2 separate regions of the Ovis aries genome follow, and region 2 is linked to region 1. Evidence: chromatin contacts called from public Hi-C data. All regions are on one chromosome and are shown on one strand. The core of a region is the stretch at or near the end of the contact, and the rest is flanking DNA. Distances in the headings are between cores, read along the strand shown. Region 1 overlaps LOC105606890 (a long non-coding RNA gene). Region 2 overlaps KIAA1755 (KIAA1755 ortholog).

Region 1 (6,737 bases), core at 1,409-3,908:
GTCGGGGGAGCCTGGTAGGCTGCCATCTACGGGGTCACACAGAATTGGACACGACTGAAGTGACTTAGCAGCAGCAGCAGGAGGTTAGTGGGGCTCGTGGCAGATGGAAAGTGGCAGGCGAGGGGGTCATCCGGGGGTCTGTCTTCTTGTCTCGGTCTCCACTCATTCTGCAGCCCAGAAAGCCCTTCCCCATCTCTGGGCCTTAATTTCCTCTGGCTAGTTTCTGAACCCCCTTTGAGCCTCAAAATTCTATGATTCTAATGAATTCTGTTTTAAAATTGTAGTTTTATCTTCCCAAGGACTTTAAGTTTTAGAAAAAATTCTCTATGTTTCTTTTCTTTTCTTTTTCTTTTTTTTTTTTTTTATGTTTTGGCTGCACCGAGTGGTATGCGAGATCTTAGTTCCCCAACCAGGGATCGAACCTATGCACCCCCTACAAATGAAGTGCAGATTCTTAACCACTGAACTGCCAGGAAAGTCCCTTAAATATATGTTTCTTAAGCACCCACTGGTGACAGGCACAATGGTTGCAGCTAGCAAAACCAGATTCGGTGGCTGCCATCATGGCACTTAGAGTCTTGGGGAAGGACAGACAGCGACCAATCAGATAAAGACACAGAGGGCCGGCAACACGCTACAACTAGAGGATGAGTTTTCAACAGACGACTTGAACTCCGTTAGGGTTGGACAGGGTCAGCTTCTTCAAGGAAGTGACTCTTGTGCCAATATCCCCAGGGTAATGAGGGTCTGACTAGGTGAAGGGTACAAAAAAAAGTGTTCCCGGAAGAGGAACAGCGTGTGGGAAATCTGGGTCAAGAGGGCACAGGGCCTGTTCGAGAGGAGCCAGCAGTGCTGTGAGGGGAGGCTGTCGAGGTCCAGGGCGAGTCAGACCCTGCAGAATCTTGTTGTCTGTGGAGAATTCTCATGCTTAGGATCACGGAGAGCCTCTGAAGCATTCTCAGCAAAGGCAGACAGCATCAAGTCTGCATTTTGACTCCTCTGAATGCTATTAGGAAGGGACAGGTGATGGTGGAAGGGATGGTGGGGGCAGAGCGGGGCAGAATAGATACAGGGGGACCAGTGAGGAGATGGTGATGGAGTTATGACATCCTGGTGAGACATGATGCGGGCCTGACTGGAGCCGTTACAGTCCAGAGTGGTCACATTCGGAAACGATTTAGGATTTTGAATTAACAGGATGTGGCGATAGATGGAATGAGGAGTCGAGGCCAACTCCCAGCTCTGCAGAGGTTCATCTGAAGGTGAGTCAGCCTTAGGTCTACCTGTGTGTCCCAGCCGCGGCCCCTCTGAGGTGGGCACCTTGTGAGATGGTCCGCAGTGACGCCCGGCTTCCTGGTTTTCCCACCCTCATATAATTCCCCTCCCGAGTGTGGGCTGGGCTTACTGACTGACAGCTAAGAAATAGGAAACATTGGCAGGGGAAACGCACTGACTGAAACTGCCCACCCTAGCCAGGCACCATAGTAACTGTTTGCCTGAGTTATTTTACATGTTACCACAGGGGTTACTGGAAAGGAACATGGAACTAAGGAGCCACCTCCAACCGGAAGAGTTCAGGAAAGGTCCAAAGGAGACACCACGTGTCCCACCACCTCCCAGAATCCTCACTGGAATTCATCGTGGCTGAGCAATGTGTGCACCACCAAGAAGGACCCTGAGTCAGAGTGATTGGCCAGAGACAACCCAGAAAGTAACTCCAACACCATAAAACCCAGGACTGCAAGCCATGTGGCAGAGGAGTCCTCCTAGGTCTCCTTACCCTCCTGCCCCCCTCCCAGGCCACCCTTCCCAATAAAGCCTCTTGCTCTGTCAACACGTGTGTCTCCTCAGACAATTCATTTCCGAGTGTTAGACAAGAGTCCACTCTCGGCCCAGGAAAGGATCCCCCTTCCTGCAATAGCATCACAAGTGGTGGGTGAAGAGGGTGGGTTATTAAAGGTCTGTGCCTTCCAGCTTGGATGCTTGTCTTTCTCCCTCTTCACCTCTTACACAGAGGCGGAGCAGGGGAAGGTATGGGGGGAGCCCAGCTGCCTTGACACGAGGCAGTTCCGTGCACAGGCACGTGTGAGTGAACTGGGTCATAGCTCTTCAGAAGCTGGCCAACAGCTACACAAGTGAGGGTGGAATCCAATCCTCCCAGAGTCAAGCCTTGACGTGTCTGCCATCTTGCTTCCTGCCTTGTGAAATCTCTTGACCCAGAACCTCCCAGTGACGCCACATTCAGATTCCTGAGCCACAGAAGCTGAATGTTATTAGTTATTTATTTCCAGCTGCTAAATGTGCGGGTAATTTCTTCGGCAGCAAGGGATAATCAATATGGTCCTCCCTCACATGTGCTCTGCTCTTAGCTTCTCTGGGGCTGTGAAGGGAAAGGGTTAACCCCAGGGCCCAGGCAGCAAGGTTAACGCCTCCAGCCTGAGGGACAGTTCATTACAGAGTTCCCTAGCAGCTCAGCCAACATGTGGTTCTGCTGCCAGCTAGCTTCAGCCCTCCTATGAGGCAGGGGTCCCCGACAGGGGTGGGGAAGATGGGGGGCATCCAGGAAACTGACAGATTTATTCACAGCCATGCTTCCCTACATCAGCCCGGATGCTACAGCTGCAAGGAAAGCCAGTGAGGCTCTGTGGCCATGTCCCCGGCAGGGGTCAGAGCTGCCTCAGCTCCTGGGTCACAGCATTTTCTAGAGATCATGGCCCTTGATTTATGGTGTTGAAAGACCAGAAGGTGAAAGTGAAAGTTGCTCAGTCGTGTCCGACTCTTTGCAGCCCTGTGGTCTTTAGCCCCTCCAGGCCCTTCTGTCCATGAAATTCTCCAGGCAAGAATACTGGAGTGGGTCGCCATTCCCTTCTCCAGGGGATCATCCCAACTCAGGGACTGAACCCAGATCTCCCACATTGCTGGCAGATTCTTTACCATCTGAGCCACCAGGGAGGCCAGAAGGAGGTGGTAAGGGGCTACCCCAAACCACAGAGACGGCCAATAACTGCAGGCGATATGTAAGGAGCATCTCCCAGGTGATGAACCCTTACATTAGTGATCACGTCTAATCCTCACTAAAACCCTAAAAAAGCAGGAAGGCCTTAGCCCCATTTTGCAGGTGAGAAAACCAAAGCTTAAGCTCAGGTAACTAGAGAGCACAGGTCGGACTCCAAGGTCTGCAGCCACAAGTCTCTGCCTCCTGGGCCCCTCCTGTGAGGACGGTGGATCTGGTGGCTGAGTGCCCGTTGAGGGAGCTGCTTCGGGGGATGAGGTGGAAAAGTCTAGCAGTCCTAGCAGTCCAGGCATGAGAGCAGCTCTACTGCTCCCTGCTGTGCCTTTAAAGGACTATGTCGAACTTCACTTGGAAAACAGTTACAAAAACCAAACCAAGAAAAACAAATATCGCATATCAACACATATGTACGGGATCTAGAAAAATGGTACAGACGAACCTATTTGCAGGGCAGGAATAGAGATGCTGAACAGACATGTGGACCTAGGGACGGAGTGTGGAACAAACTGGGAGAGTAGCACTGACTTATATAAACTCTCAGTGAGAAAACAGACAGCTCGTGGGAAGCTGCTGTGTAGCCCAGGGAGCTCAGCTCGGTGCTCTGTGATGATCTAGAGAGGTGGAATGGGGGGTGGGGGGGAGGCTCAGGAGGGAGGGAAAATATGTGTATTTATGGCTGATTCACTTTGTTGAACAGCAGAAACCAACACAGCAGTGTAAAGCAATTATACTCCAAGAAAGAAAAAAAAAGGAAGGAAGGAAGACAATAATGTGGGGGGAAAAACAAAAAGAAACAAACAAACAAAAAAAACAGATTAACATGGTGTTTCAGACTGTGTGGCTCAAAGTGAGACTGACCCAGTTCCAAGCTCTCACTTAGTGACCTGGAGCTAATAATAGATCCTACCTCATGGGGTCTAATGGGGGGGTCAGTGAAGTCAAGCCTTAGCCCAGTGCTGGACACAGAGTAAATCTCAGTAGAGTGCTGTTTGCAAGGAAGGATTTGCCTTTCACAAGGGATCTGTGGTGGTGGGGAAAAAGCCCTGACTCTAGGCAGCAGGGAGCCTTGGAAGGTTTTGAACAGGGTGAACCTTCTCCAGTTTTCCCTTGTGGAAAACCCTGAGGCCAACACCCATCCCCTCGGGGGAGCTGTTTTGTTTGCCAGAGAACTTGGACTTGGTAGATAAGTCTGGTGGGGTGGGGATGGAAGGCAAGAGGCAGGGCAAGAGAAATATCGTTGTGGGTTTTCTCTGAAAGGGGAGTCTAGGCAAGGGGAGTGGACAGTGATAAGATTAGCAATTGTGTTCTGGAGCCGTAAATCCTGGCTCATTTTACCTCCGTTGCCAGAAGCATTAAGTAAATTTTGACAAGAGCCAAAAGAAAGGAGAGAGGCTGCCTCCTGGGGCCAAGTGTGAGAAGAGCTGAGGTCCAGCCTGGGGAGAACCAGCCTTTAGCCCCCTTGGACGCAGCTCATCCTGTCCCTGCTTGAACCCTTCCACTGAAAGGAAGCTCACTCACACACGGAGTAAACCTTTCCCACAGGTTTATCTCCGAATGTTCAGAAGATCTTGTCCTCCAAGGGCAAATCTTCCCTGTGGTAGCTTCCTTCAATAATTCAGTGGATGGTTCTATGGAAACATATTTGTAATATGTTCATTTTGAGTCCAATAAAAATGCTACATTTTCTCGTTAATTTAGATAACATAGTTGTAGAACATTTTGCCTTCCTCTTATACGTATTAACTGTAGCACCTTTGAAAGATGATTTTTATTTCTTTTCAAAATCTTACATCTTTCATTGCTTTTCTAAATCTTACATCTTTCATTTCTTTTTCCCGTCTCACTGCACTGGATAAAACTGCCAGTAAAATGTTGAATAAAACGGATGCAGTAGGCATCTGATCTCAAGAGGAAAAGCTTGCAATATTTTACCATTAATTATGGTAGCCACAGACATAGTCTTTAGCAAAGCATGGAAATTTCCTTCTGTTCATAATGTTGTAGATTATCACCTTTTTAGTTTTAAAATAATGAATAAATGTTCATTTTTTAATCAAATGGTTTTCTGAATGGAGTTTTTGTCCTTTAATCAGTTTATGTGCTGACTTGTATGAATAGATTTTCTATTGTTGAATTAACTTTGTGTTTCTGGGATTAGCCTACTTTTGTAGCATCCTTTTATATAGTGATTTTTGTGGCTAACACTTTATTAAGGATATTTTCATTTATATTTATAAATAAAATTGGCCTGTAACTTTCTTTTCTTGCTTTATCTTTGTGCTATTCTGGTCTGTGGGTTATGTTAATCTCATAAAATGAATTAGGGATTATATTACTCTTTTTCTAGTCTCCAGAAAACTAAAATTGTTTCTTCCTTGAATGTTGGATAGAATATGCCAGTGATGACCTGAAGGTTTCTTAATGAAAGAGATTCTCAGGGCTCTTAATTGTTAGAGGATTCTCTAGGGTCTCTATTTTGTCTTGCGCCAAAGTTGGTATAAGGTACCTTTCTAAGTTGTGGTCCATTTCATTTAAATTTTCAAATGTATTGATCAGAGTTGTTCAAAGTACCCTATTTTTTCCTTTAATGTTGGCAACATCTGTAGTGATGTTCTACTTTTTATTCCTAATATTGTTTTTTTTTTTTTTTTGGTGCCAGGTCTGTTTTTCTCTAGACTAACTTCATTCAGGGGTTTTTCAATTTTTCTGTATTTCCAAAGAACCGTCTTTTAGCTCTGGTTTAATCTTTGCTTTCTTATTTCATTTTCTGTTCTTTCCTTTATTATTTAATTCTTCCTACTTTTATTGGATTTGTCTTGACATTCTTTTTATAACTTCTTGGGGTGGATATTTATTTTTATCAATTTTCAGCTTCTTATCTTTTCTGACATATGTGTCTAAGACTATAAATTTCCCTTATATGTACAATTTACCTACACTTACAAATTTTGATATGAATTTTCTTTATTATCAATTCAAAATATTTTCTAGCTTTCTTTATCAGTTCTTCAACTCATGCATTATTTAGAAGTGTATTTAAAAAAAATTTTTCCCCTATGAATTTATTGGCTGCACCACACAGCATGTTGTATCTTAGTTCCCTGACCAGGGATCAACCCCATGCCCCCTGCATTGGAAGCTTGGAGTCTTAACCACTGGACAACCAGCAAAGTCCCTAGAAGTGTATTTTAATTTCTTAGAATATGGAAATTGCTAATGCACTCTTATTATTGATTTATACCTTAGTTATAAGAAATAACTAGTTAAATAATATGCTCTATTTTTGTTCTTTGAAATTTAGTGACACTGGCTTTATAGCAAATTTGTAAATTGTCTTTTGTGTTTGAAAATAAGGCATTGGATGCAGAATTATATGTGTCTATTAGGTCGAGTTTGTTTGTTGTTTTGTTTAAATTCTCTGAGTAGAGAGTATAAATGCTCTTTCCTACTTGGTTTTCCTCTCTTTTCTGGAAACATAGGCAAACTACACTTCCCAGTACCCTTAGAGATGGGAGAGAACATGTGACCAGTTCCAGCAAAAGGTGTGAATGCAAGTGATATGTGTAACTTCTGGGCTAAGGGATTTAAGAGCCAGTGGGCTACAGTCTATGCGATCTCAAAGAGTCAGACACAACTGATCAGCTGAGCAAGTGTGCACATGTTACCTCCACACTTTCCTTAGAAGCATCTGTGGGATTTGAGGTACCTTCTATTGTTTCCTGTA
Region 2 (6,737 bases), core at 2,486-4,985, 110 kb after region 1:
CTATGGTTTTTCCAGTAGTCAGGTATGGATGTGAGAGTTGGACCATAAAGAAGGCTGAATGCTGAAGAATTGATGCTTTTGAACTGTGGTGCTGGAGAAGACTTTTGAGAGTCCCTTGGATAGTAAGGAAATCAAACCAGTCAATGCTAAAGGAAATCAACCCTGAATATTCATTGCAAGGACTGATGCCGAAGCTGAAGCTGAAGCTGAAGCTCGGCTTGACCACCTGATGCAAAGAGCCGACGGACTGGAAAAGACCCTGATGCTGGGAAAGATCGAGGGCAGGAGGACAAAGGGGCATAGAGGATGAGATGGTTGGATGGCATCACCGACCTGATGGACCTGAGTTTGAGCAAACTCTGGGAGATGGCGAAGGACAGGGAAGCCTGGCGTGCTGCAGTCCATGAGGTCACAAAGAGTCCGACATGACTGAGCAACTGAACGACAACAACCTGCCCCTAAACCCATCACTTAAGAAGCAGCTGTTTTCTGAGGGTCCTCTGAGAGTTCGTGTCCCTGGGAGGCTCCTGTGTAGTGGGACAAACCGGGTTCAGAGATCAGCTGGATCTGGTTTAGGAGGGTAACTTCATCTTGCAAACCTTGCTTCCCTTTCAGAAAATGCAGCTGATTCTCTTTCCTGTGGAAGTGACTGTGGAATGAAGAGAGCCTAGCGCTGTGTCCCGCCGCTCCTGCCCCACCCTTCCTTCCAGGCGCTGGGGGCAGGGGTGGGAAGCCTATGCTGGAAGGCTCACCTTCTTGCAGAAGTGGTGCAGGTGGAGCAGTGTCTCCAGGTCTGTGCGTTGCCGCTCGGCCGCCATGTAGAAGTGGGTCAGCTTCGCCTGGAAGGCCCGCTGGGTGAAGGCAAAGGCTGCCAGCTCCGGGAGCTCGGTCCCTCCTGCCTCCCCAGCCCTGGCTGCTGCTGCCAGCTGGGCCGCCTGCTTGCACAGCTCCAGGCCGCGGCGGTACTGGGCCTGAGCGGGGAGGGGAGGGTGTCCACTCAGCTCCAGCCTCTCTACCAAGGCATGAGACTTCCTGAGTCTCAGTTTCCTCATCTATAAAATGGGAACCCAGGGTTCACTTTGCCCACTGAGACTCTACTTAGTGTCACCTTCTTCTGGAAAAATTCCCTGACCCCAGAGTCTGAGTTAGAGGCTTCTCATCTATGTCACCACGGTGTTCCCTTTCTGACTATTTCCCTGTTGCCCCTCCAACCAACCCTCCGAAAAAACAAACAAACAAACAAACAAACAAAACTGGCCTGGAAGTTCCCTGAAGGTTAAAACAGGGGCTGAATTGCCCTGGGCCCCAGGGCCCAGCACACCGAGGAGGCAGACTCCCCCTGCCTCCCAAGCTGATTCAGTAGGACTAGAGAAGGACTCTGGAATCTGTATTTTAAGAAATCCATCAGGGATTCTGAGACTGGTTATCTTTGGACTGGGTAGTCAGGGAAGGCTTCCTGGAGGAGACGGTATCTAAGCCGAACCCTTTGTGATCCAAGCTGCTTCCCCCACTGTCTCGAGCAGCTTTCTAGTACTTCTCCACCTTCGCACCTTTTCCCAGCAGTGCCACCCCCACCCTGCTCTGGTCCTCTCCATCTGCTCCCATCCTGTCCCTCAGTCTCAGGAACTCACCGCAGCCTGAAGGAAGAAGTCCTCGAACTCTGCGTGGGCTTTCTCCACTGTCTCCAAGCTTCCGTCCTTGGGGGTCAGCACTTGCAGGCACTGGCTTCCTTCCTGCTCCATCCAGTGGCTGACCTGGAGCAGGGAGGGAGGTTTGGATGTGAGAGACTGCTGAGGAAACATCCCTTGGCCAGCCTCCTGCTTTCATGAGAGGCTGAGGTCTTATCCTCAGTCATCTGGGGGCCCACTGACCTGGCCTGAAACACCCCCCTATAATTCTGGAGACATGAGGATTCAATGAGGGACAGATGGGGTAAAATGGCTCTCGATCCCACGAGTCCTCTTTATATTCTGGGGTGTCCTAAAGGGCACATACTCACCTACTTTATCCTCACAAAGCCCCACGTGGCCACTAATTTTATCCCCCATTTAACAGATGAGGAAACCTAGGCACTGAATAATTAAGTACCTTGTCTAGATCACACCACTAGTAAGTGCTGGAGCCGGTACTGGAACCCAAGCCGTCTGGCTCCAGGCACCCTGTGCTCCACGACCCCGAGCATGCAGGGAGGTGGTGGCTCTAGGCACCGGCATTTGGACAGGATGGTGCCCGGTGTGGGCTCCAGGATCAGACCCCCAGGTGTGCGACAAGGGCAGGTGACGTAACGTCTCCCAGACTCCGTTTCCTCATCAGTGAGTAGGCGAAATCCTAAAGTCTTGCCTATGTCGCTGGTAAGGGATGAGGTTGAAAAGTGATGGTCACAAAGGCTCCAGCCCAGGGCTTGGGGCAAAGCTGGTATTTAAGAAATGCAGCTTCTGGGGGGCTTCCCTGATGGCTCACCGGTAAAGAAACTGCCTGCCAATGCAGGAGACACAGGTTTGATCCCTGGTTGGGGAAGATCCCACGTGCTTCGGAGCAACGAAGCCTGTGCATCACAACTAATGAGCCTGTGCTTTAGAGCCCAGGAGCTGCAACTAGTGAGCCCAGCAAACCTAGAACCAGCAATAGGAGAAGCCACCATCATGAGACGCCTGTGCATCGTAACTAGAGTAGCTCCCGCTCGCCGCAACTGGAGAAAAACCCATGCAGCAATGAAGACCTAGTACAGCCAGAAATAAATAAATATACAAAATTATATACATTAAAAAAAAGTAGCGTCTCGAGCTATGTCCTCAGTCACCAAGCACCCTTACGGAGTGCATGTCGTGTGCTCCAAGAACCCCTACCTGGCTCTCCAAGAAGTGCCAACCTGGTATCTTTATACCAGAGCAAAGCGCCTGGCTGGGGCGGGGCCTGGAGTGGCAGGAGCCCCACTTCCACCCTCAGGTCCCTGGGCCAGCCTCCTCCTTCCCCTCTCTCACCTGGTGGATGGCAGCTTCCAGGCGGCCCAGACGGACGCGGAGCTCCAGCCTTCTCAGGAGGTGGTTGGACACAGTGGCCAGGACGTGCAGCTGCTCATCCACAAGGCTGTAGAGGGCGGCAGCTTCGGCCAGATGGCTCCTGGGAGGCCACGGAGGGTGAGAAAAACCCAAGATGTTGATCCCTTGGCCCCCACTCCCTGCACTCCTGCCCAGCATAGGCCTGCCTCCCTAACTCCCTCCAACTCTGTGGCCTTGGCCTGGGTGCTTCAGCTGCTGACTTGCTGTGTGACCTTGGGCAGGTCCCCACACCTCTCTGGGCCTCAGCCTCCGCCTTCCGGGGGACTGGGAGGACCAGAGGCCACAGGAAACCAAATGATCCTGTCTTTCCCTAGGAAGGTAGGAGCCGAGCTGGACAGATCTGGGTTCACACACCAGGCCTGCTACCTTCCAGTAAGAGGAGCTTATGCAAATTCCTCACCCTTTCCGCATCTCAGTTTCTGTAACAGAACCCACTTCACAAGGTGGTTGCACCCTCCTCTGCCCTAGCGATCCTTTAGAAGGAAAAGGTAAAAGAGGAGAGGGAAGGAGAGTCCATTTTCCTGGAGGGAGCCTCATCTGACCGCACCTTCCCATGGGTCACTGCCTTTCCAGGGAATGGGTGAGCGCCCCGGGTGAGTGAACAGGATGGAAAATGCCAGGCTGTCTGGCAAAGGGCGGGAGGAAGTTGGGGACAGGCAGGAGCTGCAGAACCAACACGCAGAGTGGCTCACATGGGACCACAGCGCCCCCTCGTGGAACTGCTGGTGGCCAGCGGTCTGGATGGGCCTATGGCGAAACAAAGGGGCCCCGGAGCCCAACCAGTCAGGCAGGGGTGTCCTGGGAAAGGCAGTGCCAGCCCCACCAGGCCATGTGAGGGGCAGGGAGATGACTCCACCTCCAGGAGCTGCTGTCCAGCGCTCACATCTGCATGAATCTGTCTGTGGGCACAGTTCAGGGTGGTGTGTTCAAGATTCTGGGCCAGGCTGCCTGGGTTTAAGTCCTGGCTGCGTGACCTTGGACAAGTCACTTATCCTCTCTCCGAGCTTCAGGCTCTTCCACTGTAAAATGAGGACGGTACTAGGATCCACTTTGTGGGTGGGAATTAAACATGTTGACATTCTTGAGGCCCGTAGAACAATGCTGTGCTCATACTAAGTGCTATTTGGGGTTGGTTAAATAACCAAAACGTTCTTGGGAGATTATGTAAACTTTGTAATTGTGCTGATTCTAACAGAGACAAAATTTTTACAATTGCTGGCTGATTTAATTGCTGATTTGCACCCCACCCCATCCCTAACTTTAAGAAAATTGGTGCTTTCTAGGAATGTGCACTGTTCGCTCTGTGGTTCTGAGACTGCGAAGTTCTCTCAGGCCCCTGCCAGGGAAGGCAGGGCAGTTCAGGGGTTAGTGTTCACAAAGCCTAGCTCTTACTTCCCTTCACTCAGCCTCAGCATCCATCAGCCAAATCGGAGGATGTGGGCCTCATGTAATCTTATGAGGAATAAGAGACAAGCTCTTGAAGGCCCTCAGCCCAAGGTTTAGGTCAAAGATGGTGCTTGGTTGATGATGGTCACCGGAAGCGGGGGAGCTTGTCCTCCAATGTCTGGGCTTAGGAGGGTCACAGAGAAGGGACTTGCCAAGGTAGAAGCCTCAGCTCGGGGTATGGGGACTGCAAACACCCCATCCCAGACATCCTCAGAGCCCACCCTATGTGTCCCCTCAGCAAAGTGGCCCCAGCTCTGGGTCCCAGCCCGGGGAACAGGATGGGGGAGGGGAGGAAAAGCCTGGTGCCCATACCTGACGTCCGGGTTGAAGTTCAGCCTGCTGCCCTCCTGTCTCAGCCTGGCCAGGGTGGCTCCGCCTTCCCGCTGGAGGCTCATCAGGCCTGGGTCCCTTAGCACGGCCTCCATCAGCTCCTTGGACTTGTTCAGACACCTGGAGGCCTCCTGCCAGGGTAGGGAAGGAGCCTGAGGCTCAGTTCCCACTCTCCTATAACCTTCTAGGGCTCCCCACTCCCTGATTCTGCCTGACTTCCCTTGAATACCCAACTGGTATTCAAGGTCTTATGGAAAGTACATCCTTTCTATCTCTAAAACATCTCCTCAAACCAAGCTTCCTCTCATCACCATGGCAACCTCACTGGTCCAAGCACCATCATCTCTTTCTGGGACATCCATTCCAGGGCTCTGCTGATTTCCCCACAGCACCCTGGCTCCCTCTGCAGTCTGTTCTCTGTATGGCAACCAGACAGATCTCAAAGGGCCCATTTGATCATCCCACTGCTGCTTAGAACTGTCCAGCGGCTTCCCTTTCCATTTAGAATCAAATCCCAACTCAGCTTCTCCCTGATACAGTTGTGGACCTAGCAGGTCTCCTCCTTTTCCCCTACTTTGTTCCACACTGGCCTCCTTGCTCAAATATACCAAGCACAGCCCCGCCTCAGGGCTTTGAACATGATTGCCCTCCACCTGGAGCACAGTCCTGTTCCTGTTCCCAGGGTTCCATCTCATCCTTCAAGGCTCAGCTTCAATACCCTCCTTCCCCATTACTCTCAATCTTACTTTCACAGCCTTTAGCATCACTTGTAGTGAAATGTCCATTTCTATTTACTTTTTTTTTTTTAATGACCTCTCACACTGCACCATGAGCCCCATGAAGGCAGGGACAAGTCGATCTGCCCCAGGCTGGGTCTCCAGGGCATGACACATAGTAACTGTCCAGTAAATATCAGCTGAATGAATGAATGAAAACAAAGCCCCTTCACTGAGCCCTTGGTCCATGGAATCGGGGGTGTGTTGTGGTTTCCCCACTTCTGGCCCCTGGCTCACCTGCACCCCTCCAGGGGGCTCACCCTTCTCAAACTCCTCGATGGAAGCCTTTAGCAGGCAGGAGGCCTGGCGAAGGTCAACAAGGAAAGGATCCAGCTTCTGCAGGACAGGAGGCCCAGAGTGGGGGTGTCAGCCTGCGAAGAGGACACCGCTCCCCTCCACCCACCAGGAGGACACGCAGGCTGGTGGTTCTCAAACATTAGCTGCATCAGAATCACCTGGAAAGCCAGTTAAAATCCAGGCTGCAGGACTTTCCTGGTGGGCCAGTGGTTAAGACTTTGCCTTCCAATGCAGGGGATGCAGGTCTGTCTGATCCTTGGTCGAGGAGTTAAGATTCTACATGCCTCTCGGCCAAAAAACCAAAATGTAAACTAGAAGAAATACTGTAACAAATTCAATAAAGAATCTTAAAATGGTCCACATCAAGAGAATTTTTTTTTTTTTTAATCCAGGCGGTTGAGCCCTCCCTCCAAGTTTCTGGTTTAGTTTCTCTGGGGTGGGTCATGAGAGCGCACATTTCTAACAGGTTCCCAGGTGAGGCTGATGCTGCTGGTCCAGGGACCACAGTTTGAGAACCACTCATGCTGGAAATGAGAGGGAAAAAGACAGAGGACAGGTCTGACCTACTCCCAGGCCACTGGGGTATAGTGGGGGAGGGAACAGTAGGAGGGGTGAGATGGCAGGGTTGGAGGCCATCTTCTCTGGGTCCCACTTCAGCCTGGCTTTACCACTTGCTAGCTATGAGGCCTTGGGCAAGTTTCTTAACCTTTCTGTGCCTCACTTCCTCTATAAAATGGGAGCACAGTAGTTCCTGCCCTAGAGGCTTGTGTGGGTTTATTTGTGCCAGGCACTTAGAATAGCATCCTTAGTCATCTTCATTATCAGCTTT

Evidence for each region. Hi-C and Micro-C count contacts between places; a contact is called where the count stands out from the background.
Region 2: a contact with region 1 is called in a Hi-C map of retroperitoneal adipose tissue, with 1.9 times the contacts expected there. The contact joins two enhancer-like sites. A contact is called at or near these places in 8 of 16 Hi-C or Micro-C datasets (blood, hypothalamus, liver and 4 more).

Annotation. Positions count from the first base shown.
Region 1 is chr13:66,975,008-66,981,744 of ARS-UI_Ramb_v3.0, forward strand. It overlaps LOC105606890 (a long non-coding RNA gene), which reads left to right. Exons shown (of 4, transcript XR_009595966.1): 3 at 1,198-1,262; 4 at 1,523-1,836. Among named protein-coding and RNA genes, the nearest start is that of TGM2, 52 kb to the right of the region's middle. Within about 2 kb of position 2,659, at least 8 of the 54 cell types and tissues checked have an H3K27ac peak or open chromatin away from gene starts, as enhancers often do.
Region 2 is chr13:67,081,441-67,088,177 of ARS-UI_Ramb_v3.0, forward strand. KIAA1755 (KIAA1755 ortholog) reads right to left here. Exons shown (of 16, transcript XR_009596116.1): 10 at 5,849-5,947; 11 at 4,818-4,966; 12 at 2,982-3,120; 13 at 1,632-1,754; 14 at 753-971. Among named protein-coding and RNA genes, the nearest start is that of KIAA1755, 32 kb to the right of the region's middle. Within about 2 kb of position 3,736, at least 7 of the 54 cell types and tissues checked have an H3K27ac peak or open chromatin away from gene starts, as enhancers often do.